Linked DNA regions of Ovis aries: region 1 is linked to region 2. Evidence: chromatin contacts called from public Hi-C data. All regions are on one chromosome and are shown on one strand. The core of a region is the stretch at or near the end of the contact, and the rest is flanking DNA. Distances in the headings are between cores, read along the strand shown. Region 1 holds the start of ADCK2 (aarF domain containing kinase 2). Region 2 holds the start of MKRN1 (makorin ring finger protein 1).

Region 1 (4,736 bases), core at 919-3,418, 150 kb before region 2:
GGAAATTATGAATTCAGCCTGTCTCAGTGAGGCACCCATGGGAGGGATTTTTCTGTGAGGGTGAGAGCACCAGGGTATTGGCTACTAGGACCGCTAGTTCTCCTGGGGGTGTTCGGATCAGGAATGGAAAGGTGTGGAGAGGAGAGATGATGGAGCCGGGCAGGGGTAACTGGAAATGAACCGAGAAGGAAGCTGATGTTGTAAAAATGAACGCTGCCCTCTTGGATTTGCCACAGTAACACCTAACCTAGTCTGTCTCCCATTTATCCTGACCCCAGAGCCAAGAGGTCAGCCGGATGGATGATGGGTCCTCCCCCCGCAGAGACAGCCAACTCCACAGCCTCTTCATCTTCCTTTTTCAGGCCATTCGCATCACTCTCCTTCAAGCCAAGAAATCAAACAGCTTGTGTGTCACAGGTACTCAGATAATGGTCAAGCTGAAAGAAATCAACGGAAGGCACCATGGGGTAATTTGCAAAGGGTTGTATCCTGACCTGGGTAGCCCCGTGGAGTTGGTGAGGTTTTAGAGATGGGAGGGCCTGGCTGCAAACATCAGAACACTTACTTTCACGGCCACGGGGACGAGGTGATCTGGCTCCTGTTCATGGGCGGTCCCTGAAGCCTGAGACAAGGATGCATTGGATCCAACCAGGTCCGCTTTAGGGAAGAGCAGCCTTTCTACAAACGACTGGTCGGCAAGACTCTCTTGAGGCCTCCCCGCCTTCTCCAGGCGTCCAGAGAGCTCGCCCAGCCCCCCAGCTGCCCCAGTTTCCGAGGAGAGCTGCAGTTTGGAGGCCGTAGCCAGTCTCTGGATGCTGTCGTTCTCCAGGAAGGCAGGATTGGCTCGCGCTTTGTACACTTGGGCCACGCAGCCGGAACCCACTGGCTCCTGCTTCTCAAAGAAGAGGACCCTCTCCCAGTCCTCCCCAAAGGCCTGGCGCAGGAAGTGTTCGGTGTGAGTCCAAGGATGGGGCGACACCTGGACGTGCAGCCTGGAGAACTGGGCGCAGAACGCCTCTGAGAAGAGATCCCGCCGGGTGCTGGCCCATTGGCCCAACTTGATGTAGGTGGGGCCCGAGGTCTCGGTGGCTTTCAGAAGCAGGTGGAGCCAGAGACTGGAGACACTGGGAGCCAGATAGGTGAGGGGATAGAGTAGGAGGAGGGGGAAGAATTTCACCAAGAGAGCCCCTGCTCTGAGCCAGATGCGCACGTGCAGGAGGAGCCAGCCCAGCCGCCCCTCCGTAGGGACTCTTTCCAGCGGCCCATTTTCAGCCAGGTCACTCCAACTGGTGGTCTGTCGACGTACGCTCTCCGGAGCCCCCTTGCCAATGTCCTCACAGGTGGAGACGAGTTTGGGCAAAGTGCCAAGCAGAAGCCAACAGAGTCTAGCCTTGCGACAGCCCCCAGAGGGTCTCAGAAGGCCGAGTTCCTTTCTGAGCGCAAAACCTCTCAAGTGCGCCAAGCAGACCCTGAGAGAGAAGCGCCAGGGGGTCACCATCCTCTCCCAGAGGTCACGGCCTCGGCTGCCTGCCTCCACTTAAGGAGGGCCCATCTATGTTCCTTCTTTCCGCAAGGACGACATGAGTCCGGGCCTCCGCCGAGTATTCCGTTTAAGAGCGGGGCAGCAGCGAGATGAAGGGGGCGCGCAGACCTGGCCGCCCGTGTGCAGTCCCCAGGACAGGGACGTGACCTGCGCGAGGTGGCCGCGCGGGCGGAGACGGAGCCGGGCGACCGCAGGGTCACCGCGCACGCCCGCCGGCGCCAGAGTGCACCCGCCGAGGGCCAGGACGCAGCAGGGCTGCGCGGAGAGGGGCGCGAGGGGGACCGATCGGAGGGCCGCGGTGCGGAGAGCCTGATGGGGGTGAGGAAGAACCAGATAAGGCGAGGGGTGGAGAGCTGGGGCCGGGGGCGGGGGCAGCGCGAACGGTCGAGGACCAAGGCAGCGAGCGCGCGGTGGGGAGGAGTCGGGTGGGGGCTCCAGAGAGCCGAGGTCCCAAGGGCAGTGGAGGTCTGGGCGCCAGGGGCGGGGAAGGGGAGCGGAGGGTCGCGGAGCGGAGTACCGGAGATAGGGACTCGGAGGGGCCGGGGGTCCGAGGACCGGGGATCCGGACCCGGGGGGGCCGGGGAGCAGGGATCCCGACGCCCAGGCCGCGCGACGCGCGTCTTCCGGGACCGCCCGCCCGCCGGCTCGGGAACCGCCCCTTTAAAGCGAACGCGACCCAGACTCCGGCAGAGATTCACCCGGCCCTCGGGTCCTGGGGTCCCACAAATAGAATTAACGCCAAACGCGCCCTCCACACCCGGTCTCTCCACTGTGCCTCTGTCTCTCCAATGACATTGTAGCTTTCCTTACAAACAGCGTGGAAACGCGGGAATGCCGGGGATATTGATAGCCGGTTCCTGAACAAGGTCTGGTTTTCAGTTGAGCGGGATCGGGAGGGTGGTGGGAGGAGCTGGGTGGGGGGTGTTGTCCTTGGACGGCGGGATTCCCAGGCTGCCCTGATTTGGGGAACGTGTTTGAACCCGGGGCTGTGGCTCCGGAAAGAGTGATCATTCATTCAACCAAGTCTATATTTCTTAAACTCCATCTAATATTTATCGAGGCTCAATAATATCTACCGTGCGAGGTCCTGGGAACATGGAAACACACATCCTGACCTTGCAGGCTCATCACTTTTGAGGAAGATCTCACCATGAAAGAAGGGAACAATGCGGACGATGCCGAGCTGGGCCCTGCGGGGCTCCTGGACACGAAGGTCTCTTTGTCCCCCATTTCTTGTAGGCAAGACTCCAGCCTCCATGACCTTCTCTGAGTCCCAAAGGGCAGAACAGTTGCTAATCAAGGGAGGAGCAGCCAGGAAACCACCTGAGGCACGATTAAAGGGTATTCAAGAATTAGGAGACCTAACCATCCAAGCCGCTGCACACCCTAACCTTGTCAGCAACCTCACCCTTTTGAAACTTTGCAGAAGAAGAATGCAAGACTGTTACCGTCTTGATCCTTCTCAGGTACCTTGCCAGACTATATAACCCCTCCCTCTTTACCAGGGAGGGGGGCACAGTTCTTGAGGCACTAGCCTACTGTGTTCCCCCTTTGTCTGGCGAATGAATAAAGCCGCTCTTTCCTTCTCCTCCATAACTCTGTCTCCATATTTCTGTTTGGCACTGGTGCACAGAGCCAAGATTTGGGCAACAAGGAGAACCCCCCAGGATGGCAGCTATTTGGGAGAAGAGGGGAGGGTGGTACGGGTGGGAGGGTGTTCAGCCGCAAAAAGAATTAAGCCCCCAAATAGGAAGATGTTTGCTGTGAGGTTCTGAGGGAGTTTTTTTAAACTGTGAAGAACCAGAGAAGGCCAGATAGCCCTAGAAAGCAAAGAGGAGCAGAGCAGAGCTTGGAAATCAGTCAGGACAGCCAGGGAAGGCCAGTGGGCATCTGCTCTGCTGTTTGGGGCTTGGAGGCTGACTGCGCTGGGGTACCACAGTCACCTCTACATTCACGACCCTTTATCTCTACGTGGGTGACAGCCTTCCAGAGAAGTCTGCCAGGGACTCACAAGTGGAAAGACCCTGGAGACGTGGCCCATGCCTGCTGCTGGAAGTGTGACTGCCACTCACAGCCTAAGGACTGCGGGAAAACTTGGTGACTCTTGCACTGCAGGCTAACAATCCAACTCCCATTTCCCAAGATGTGCAGACCCTTTTTGAAGTTCCCAAGACAGAAGTCATACCTAACTCCGCTGGTTTTAAGTATGGCCAGCCATTAACTATACCCTCCAAGCTTCAGAGTACAAAATGAAATGGGGCAAAGGCTAATAAGAATTTTGCCAAGAGAATCCACTGGTCATAGCAAACACCTTCCAACAACACAAGAGATGACACTACACATGGACGTCGCCAGATGGTCAATACTGAAATCAGATTGATTATATTCTTTGCAGCTGAAGATGGAGAAGCTCTATACAGTCAGCAAAAACAAGACCGGGAGTTGACTGTGGCTCAGATCATGAACTCCTTATTGCAAAATTCAGACTTAAATTGAAAAAAGTAAGGAAAACCACTACACCATTCAGGTATGGCCTAAATCAAATCCCTTAGGATTATACACAGGAAGTGACAAATAGATTAAGGGATTAGATCTGATAGACAGTGCCTGAGAAACTATGGATGGAGGTTCATAACATTATACAGGAGGTGGTGATCAAAACCATCCTCAAGAAAAAGAAATACAGAAAGGCAAAATGATTATCTGAGAAGGTCTTACAAATAGTTGAGAAAAGAAGAGAAGCAAAAGGCAAAGGGGAAAAAGAAAGATATATCCATCTGAATGCAGAGGTCCAAAGAATAGCAAGGAGAGGTAAGAAAGCCTTCTTTAGTGATCAATACAAAGAAATAGAGGAAAACAATAGAATGGGAAAGACTAGAGATCTCCTCAAGAAAATTAGAGGTACCAAAGGAACATTTCATGCAAAGATAGGCACGATAAAGGACAGAAATAGTATGGACCTAACAGAAGCAGTGGATATTAAAAAGAGGTGGCAAGAATACACAGAAGAACTATACAAAAGATTTTAATGACCCAGATGACCACGATGGTGTGCTCACTCACCTAGAGCCAAACATCCTGGAGTGTGAAGTCAAATGGGCCTTAGGAAGCATCACTACAAATAAAGTTAATGGAGATGATGGAATCGTAGCTGAACTACTGCAGATCCTAAAAGATGATGCTGTAAAAGTGC
Region 2 (5,056 bases), core at 1,836-4,335:
AAAGACAAAACAGACAAGGTGGGCGAAAGGCCTTTGAAAAGCTCCAAGTATTGTTCTGATGTAGGGCTGCCAGATAAAATATAGGATTCCAAGTTGTAATGGAAATTCAGACAAACAGCAAATGCTGTATGTATATATCCCATGCAATATTTGGAATTATACTTACTCTGAAACTCAATTTGCTATTTATCTGAAGTTCAAATTTAACTGAACATCCTGTATTTTTATTTGCTAAATCTGGCAACCCTTTTTGCTATCATATAACAGCATCAATGAAAACAATAGAAAATACTTACCTAGCGGTTACTACATCCAGGACTGTTCCTTGAGCCATATATATCTGTATTTAAACTCACTAAATACTTACAAGGAAGGTGTACTACTAGACTTCCTTCAGCTGCCTTAATTAAGACAGGAATTTGCCCAGTGTCACATGGCTACTATGTTCAAGCGCTAAAACTTGCTCATAATTCCTATATCACCTGTTTGGGTAGCACTGGCTCAGCAGACTCACTGATAAATGTTTTGTGTTTGAAGAAATGCATGGATTGCCCTTGTGCTAAAATGTTCTCCCAGAGAAAGAAATGACTGTTTTGTTTCCCTATAAGACAAAACATCATTATTCCTATTGGTATAGATGGTGAAACAAGGCGTGGTAACTTTTCTAACATCAGAGAAGTCTTTCACGCATAGCCCAAACATTTTATTGAGCAACTACTATATGCTGCACACAGTTCTAGAGACTTGTGATATAGCAGAACAAAATAGGCAAAGATCTCTGGATTTACAGAGCTTATATTCTAGCTAGGAGAAACAGACCAAAACAAACAAACAAACAAACAAAAAAAAACAAGACAAAAAAAAGGCAAATTCTACAGTAATTAGAAGGTGAAAACTATGCAATAAAAAATAGAGCAAAGACTTCCCTGGCAGGGCAGTAGTTAAGAATCTGCAATTGCACTGTAGGGGCACAGGTTCAATTCCTGGTGGGGGAACTAAGATCCCTCAGGCAGTGCAGTATGTGCCCCCCCCCCAAGAAAAATGTTACTTAACAGGTGAACCCTAACAGATAAAAACTACCAGGAACACACCTGTAGTCCAACAAAGAGGTTAACTTGCTGCAGCAGGGGAGACCACATAGGGGAGGAAGGTGGGCATCTTGGAAAAGGGAGTAGGGAGGGGCTTCTCACAGGATAGAAGCTCTTTTTGGATAACAGCACAAGCAGATGGAGGGACCAGCTCTGGGCTGGGTGCTGTTGTGAGGTGCAGCAGTGTAGGAACTGGGTATCTTATAAATCTTTGCGTGCTCAGGTAACAGGGAAGAGCCAAGTCTGACTCCATGTTGGATCTGATTCTTTGATTTAAACCTTGTCATTGCTCTTATTATAATCATACATTATAGCCTGCCTCAGGGAACCCTGCCCTCTGCTGAAAGGTAAACTAAAGTGGCTTTGTTCCACTCACTGGGAGACAATCTGACCATGCCCACCTGTCAATGGCTGCAAGAAAAAAAGTGATTAACACAGCCCCTCCTATTTTGCAAGATAAAGCTACTTTACTTCCTCACCTCTTGTCTCTCTCTGTTCTATAAAGGAAACTGGCATCCTGGCCCCCATAGGATGGTGTTTCAGGGACCTAGTCTGCGATCACCGTGGTACACAGGTGATACTTTCCTATTCCTGGCCTCCACACCTCATCTCTCAGTTTATTGGCCTGTCATCAGCAAGCAGATTGAGCTTGGACTTGGTAATGGAGGGAGAAATGAAGCGGGGCTGGGCAAGTCATTAGTAAAAATGCTGCATTTTCTCAGAAGGGAATTGTCAGTCATTTTGCAGCCATGCTGTGGCCTTGAGGGAAACATTGTTTTTTGTTGGCTTTGCCACTGTCCTTGTTTGTGTCTGTTGGGTACATTGTGGTCTGATTATCAGTGGGATGGATTTTCACTTTCTCAGAGTAAAGAGATTATATGAAAAAGCAAATTTAAGGGCTTATGAAAACCGGTCAGGATTTAGTATGCAGCATCTGAGTGGACCGGGGGCATTAACGGGGAGGTAAGAGTAAATACTTTTTAATTTTCCTAGTTTTAGAAATAACTCTTTGAAGCTGGGATATTTCAGACAGCTTTTATTGTTCAATATCTATTAAAATTGTAGTGTGAAGCACACTGTTAAGGGTTTTACTTGAACTTTAATAAGTTTCACAGCCATCTTCAGAGATGTTGTGCTTCAGAGAGGTGTGCTTAGTGGCTCAGCCGCGTCGGACTCTTTGCGACCCTATGGACTGTGGCCCGTCAGGCTCCTGTCCATTCGGATTCTCTCAGCAAGAATAGTGGAGAGGTTTGCCATGCCCTCCTTCAGGGGATCTTCCCAACCCAGGGACCGAAGCCAGGTTTTCTCCATTGCAGGATTCTTTACCATCTGAGCCACCAGGGAAGACTCTCTGGGGAGTAGGTCCTGTTATCATTTTTAAATTATTTTTTATTTTACAGAGGGGAGGAGGAACACTAAGTTAACTGGCTCAAAACTACGTAGTTAGGAATGAGAGATGGCCAGAGGTTAAGGGAGACAAGGACTGCACAGCCGCTGCTTAGCCACGTTGCTCTTCTCTTGGGTTGAGAGATCACACCGCTAACGGGAAGAACAGGAGAGAACATTTGTTAAGTGTTTAGTCTGGCCAGGCACTAAAAGCTCAGTGAATTGCCACACTTATAAAGCCTACTAGGATAAGGAAACTGAGGCTAGAGAGAATGGGTATCCGGGCCAAGTTCGTACAGTTATGTTAACTAGTAGAGACAGGAAAGTCTGGATTCAAACCCAGGACCCCCCAACCCCAATCCCAGTTGCACCTCTCCACTGCACCAGCCTCTGCTGGGAAGGACTCCTTGAGCTGAGTGCCCTTGAAATAAGGACTGTGGTTCCCTAGGCGTGGAACCTGGGGGCAGTAGGTGGGGCGGGGGTGGGCGCTCACCTGGGGGAGCCCGCCCTCGCCCCGCCCCTCCCGGGCGGAGCCGACCCGTCCACCAATCAGAGGGCGCTGGGGGCGGGCCGGGGTTTGCTTCGGCCCCGGCCCCGCAGTTCGACCGGCGAGAGCGCTCGTCGACGCGACGCCGGGGCCGAGGCGAGCGAGCGGGCGCCTCAGTGTCCTTCCCCTCCCCACCCGTCGCCTGGCCGCCTTCTCCTCGCCGCGGCCGGACCGGAATTATGTGATCCCGGAAGTTCCGGCGCCATTGCTGTGTGGGATAAACAGTAATGGCGGAGGCTGCAGCTCCCGGAACAACAGCCACACCATCAGGAGCAGGAGCGGCAGCGGCGGCGGCGGCAGCGGCCTCCCCCACCCCTATCCCCGCAGTCACCTCGCTGTCCCCGGGGGCGGGGGGCGGGGGAGGCGGCAGCGACGGCGGCGGCGGCGGCGGCGGCGGCGGCGGCGGCTGGACTAAGCAGGTCACCTGCAGGTGAGACGCAGAGCGGCCGGCGCCGGGCGCGGGGAGGGGACCGAGACCGCGGAGGAAGGGGGCGGGCGGCCGGGCGGCCGGGCGGCCGGGCGGGGGCGGGCAGAGGTGGGAGCCGAGCCGGCGTTGCGGTCGCCGCGCTGCGTCAACCCCCGCCGGCCGCCGAGGCCCGGGCGCGCGGCCCCGCTGCGGAGCCGCCGCACTGCCCGCCGCCTCCCCGCACCGGGCCGAGCGGCGCGGCGCGCGCGGGGAGAGAGGTGGGCTGACTCCTCCTTCCTTTTATTGTCGCCGATCCCCCCATCCCAACCCCCGGCCTGCGAGCTCGCCGGTTCCAAAAGGGGGTTTGGCGGTGTGGCCCGGAGCCCGCCTCCCCGCAGTCCTGCCGGGCCGATGATCGCCGCCGCGGGCCCGCGGGCGAGAAGAGGGGCCCGGCCGCCGGCCCCGCAGCCGTGTCATCCGTTTGTAACGTCTTCCCGGGTCTCTCGGGCCCCGCCCGGAGCGGGGAGCTTTTGTGATTTCTACTCTTGTGTGTTACCGGGCTGGGCGGTTCTGAGCTTTGTCTCCGAACCTAGTGCCGGCCCGGGGGGTCTTCTCCACCGCTGTAGGTGTTACGAACTGGCATTCCCGTTCTCCCCCGGCTGGAAGGTGTCTTGTTTTCAAGTCCACGCGTCTTAAGGGAGTCGGGGAGCTTGTCGCTCCGCAGGGAGACGGATTTTGTTTTGGGTTTGGGATGTCAGATGAACATATTTGAAAAAAATAAGTGATTAGTAGAGGACGGTTATGCGGACATGTGGCTGTGCGTCTAAGATAAGGGCATTTAATTGGATGTCGTACTTGAGTTTTTTTCTTAAGTGATCAGTAAGCGACTAGAAGCTTTTGTTTTTCTGTCGGTTGAAAAAATCAGTTGAAACGCCGTTATTCACCTAGGTGGGGTAGTTTATATCCAGATATCAATACTTGAAAATATTTTTAATATACAGAACTCACTGTCCTGGTATTAACAGGGGTGAAGCGTTCTCAGTGCTTAATATGATAAATTTAAGACATGAATGGTAAGCTTAATTATTTTCAATAACGGGATAGAGAAAGCATAAAAGCTGTTTCAGGTAGCTTTTTTCAGTTATCTGTAGATCTGAGAATACTTGTGCAGTATCCCAAAGAATGAGAATTTAAAAATTTCTATTCATGGAACCAGATCTTTGAGTCTGTTATTTGTTTTCTCTGCAGTGCTGCAATTGATTTATATGTGCTAGCTGAATCTTTTAAAATAAACTAGTGTAACCTTTATATTCTTGAATTTTCTAGCCTTTTACCCTGCAGTTCCAATCTGTCTGCATGCACTGAGAATAATCAATATGTGGATTCTTTAAGAACTCCATGCAGGGCCTTAATTTTATCAATACACACCGACTCTAATCTCAGTTATTGTTTGGCTTTGAATACCCATCACTAGCTTGACATTACTTTATGTTGCTTGTCTCATTATTATCCTGTTGTGTCTGTGTGTGAGCTCAACTCATGTCTGCAGAGAATGCATTGTCACTTCTGCGCTTTACTTTCCTCTCTGTTAGAAACTTTTCCCTGATCTACTTCCCCTTTTCTAGTTCC

The links. Hi-C and Micro-C count contacts between places; a contact is called where the count stands out from the background.
Region 1: a contact with region 2 is called in a Hi-C map of tail adipose tissue, with 5 times the contacts expected there. The contact joins the promoter of ADCK2 here to the promoter of MKRN1 in region 2. A contact is called at or near these places in 11 of 16 Hi-C or Micro-C datasets (blood, hypothalamus, liver and 3 more).

What each region holds. Positions count from the first base shown.
Region 1 is chr4:105,416,249-105,420,984 of ARS-UI_Ramb_v3.0, reverse strand. ADCK2 (aarF domain containing kinase 2) reads right to left here and starts at 2,168. Exons shown (of 8, transcript XM_004008109.5): 1 at 566-2,168. The coding sequence starts at 1,498. LOC132659768 (a long non-coding RNA gene) reads left to right here and starts at 2,206. Exons shown (of 3, transcript XR_009600546.1): 1 at 2,206-2,409; 2 at 2,783-3,009.
Region 2 is chr4:105,267,613-105,272,668 of ARS-UI_Ramb_v3.0, reverse strand. It overlaps MKRN1 (makorin ring finger protein 1), which reads left to right and starts at 3,085. Exons shown (of 8, transcript XM_027968873.2): 1 at 3,085-3,451. The coding sequence starts at 3,249. LOC121819439 (a long non-coding RNA gene) reads right to left here and starts at 3,072. Exons shown (of 2, transcript XR_006059709.2): 1 at 2,968-3,072; 2 at 2,110-2,627.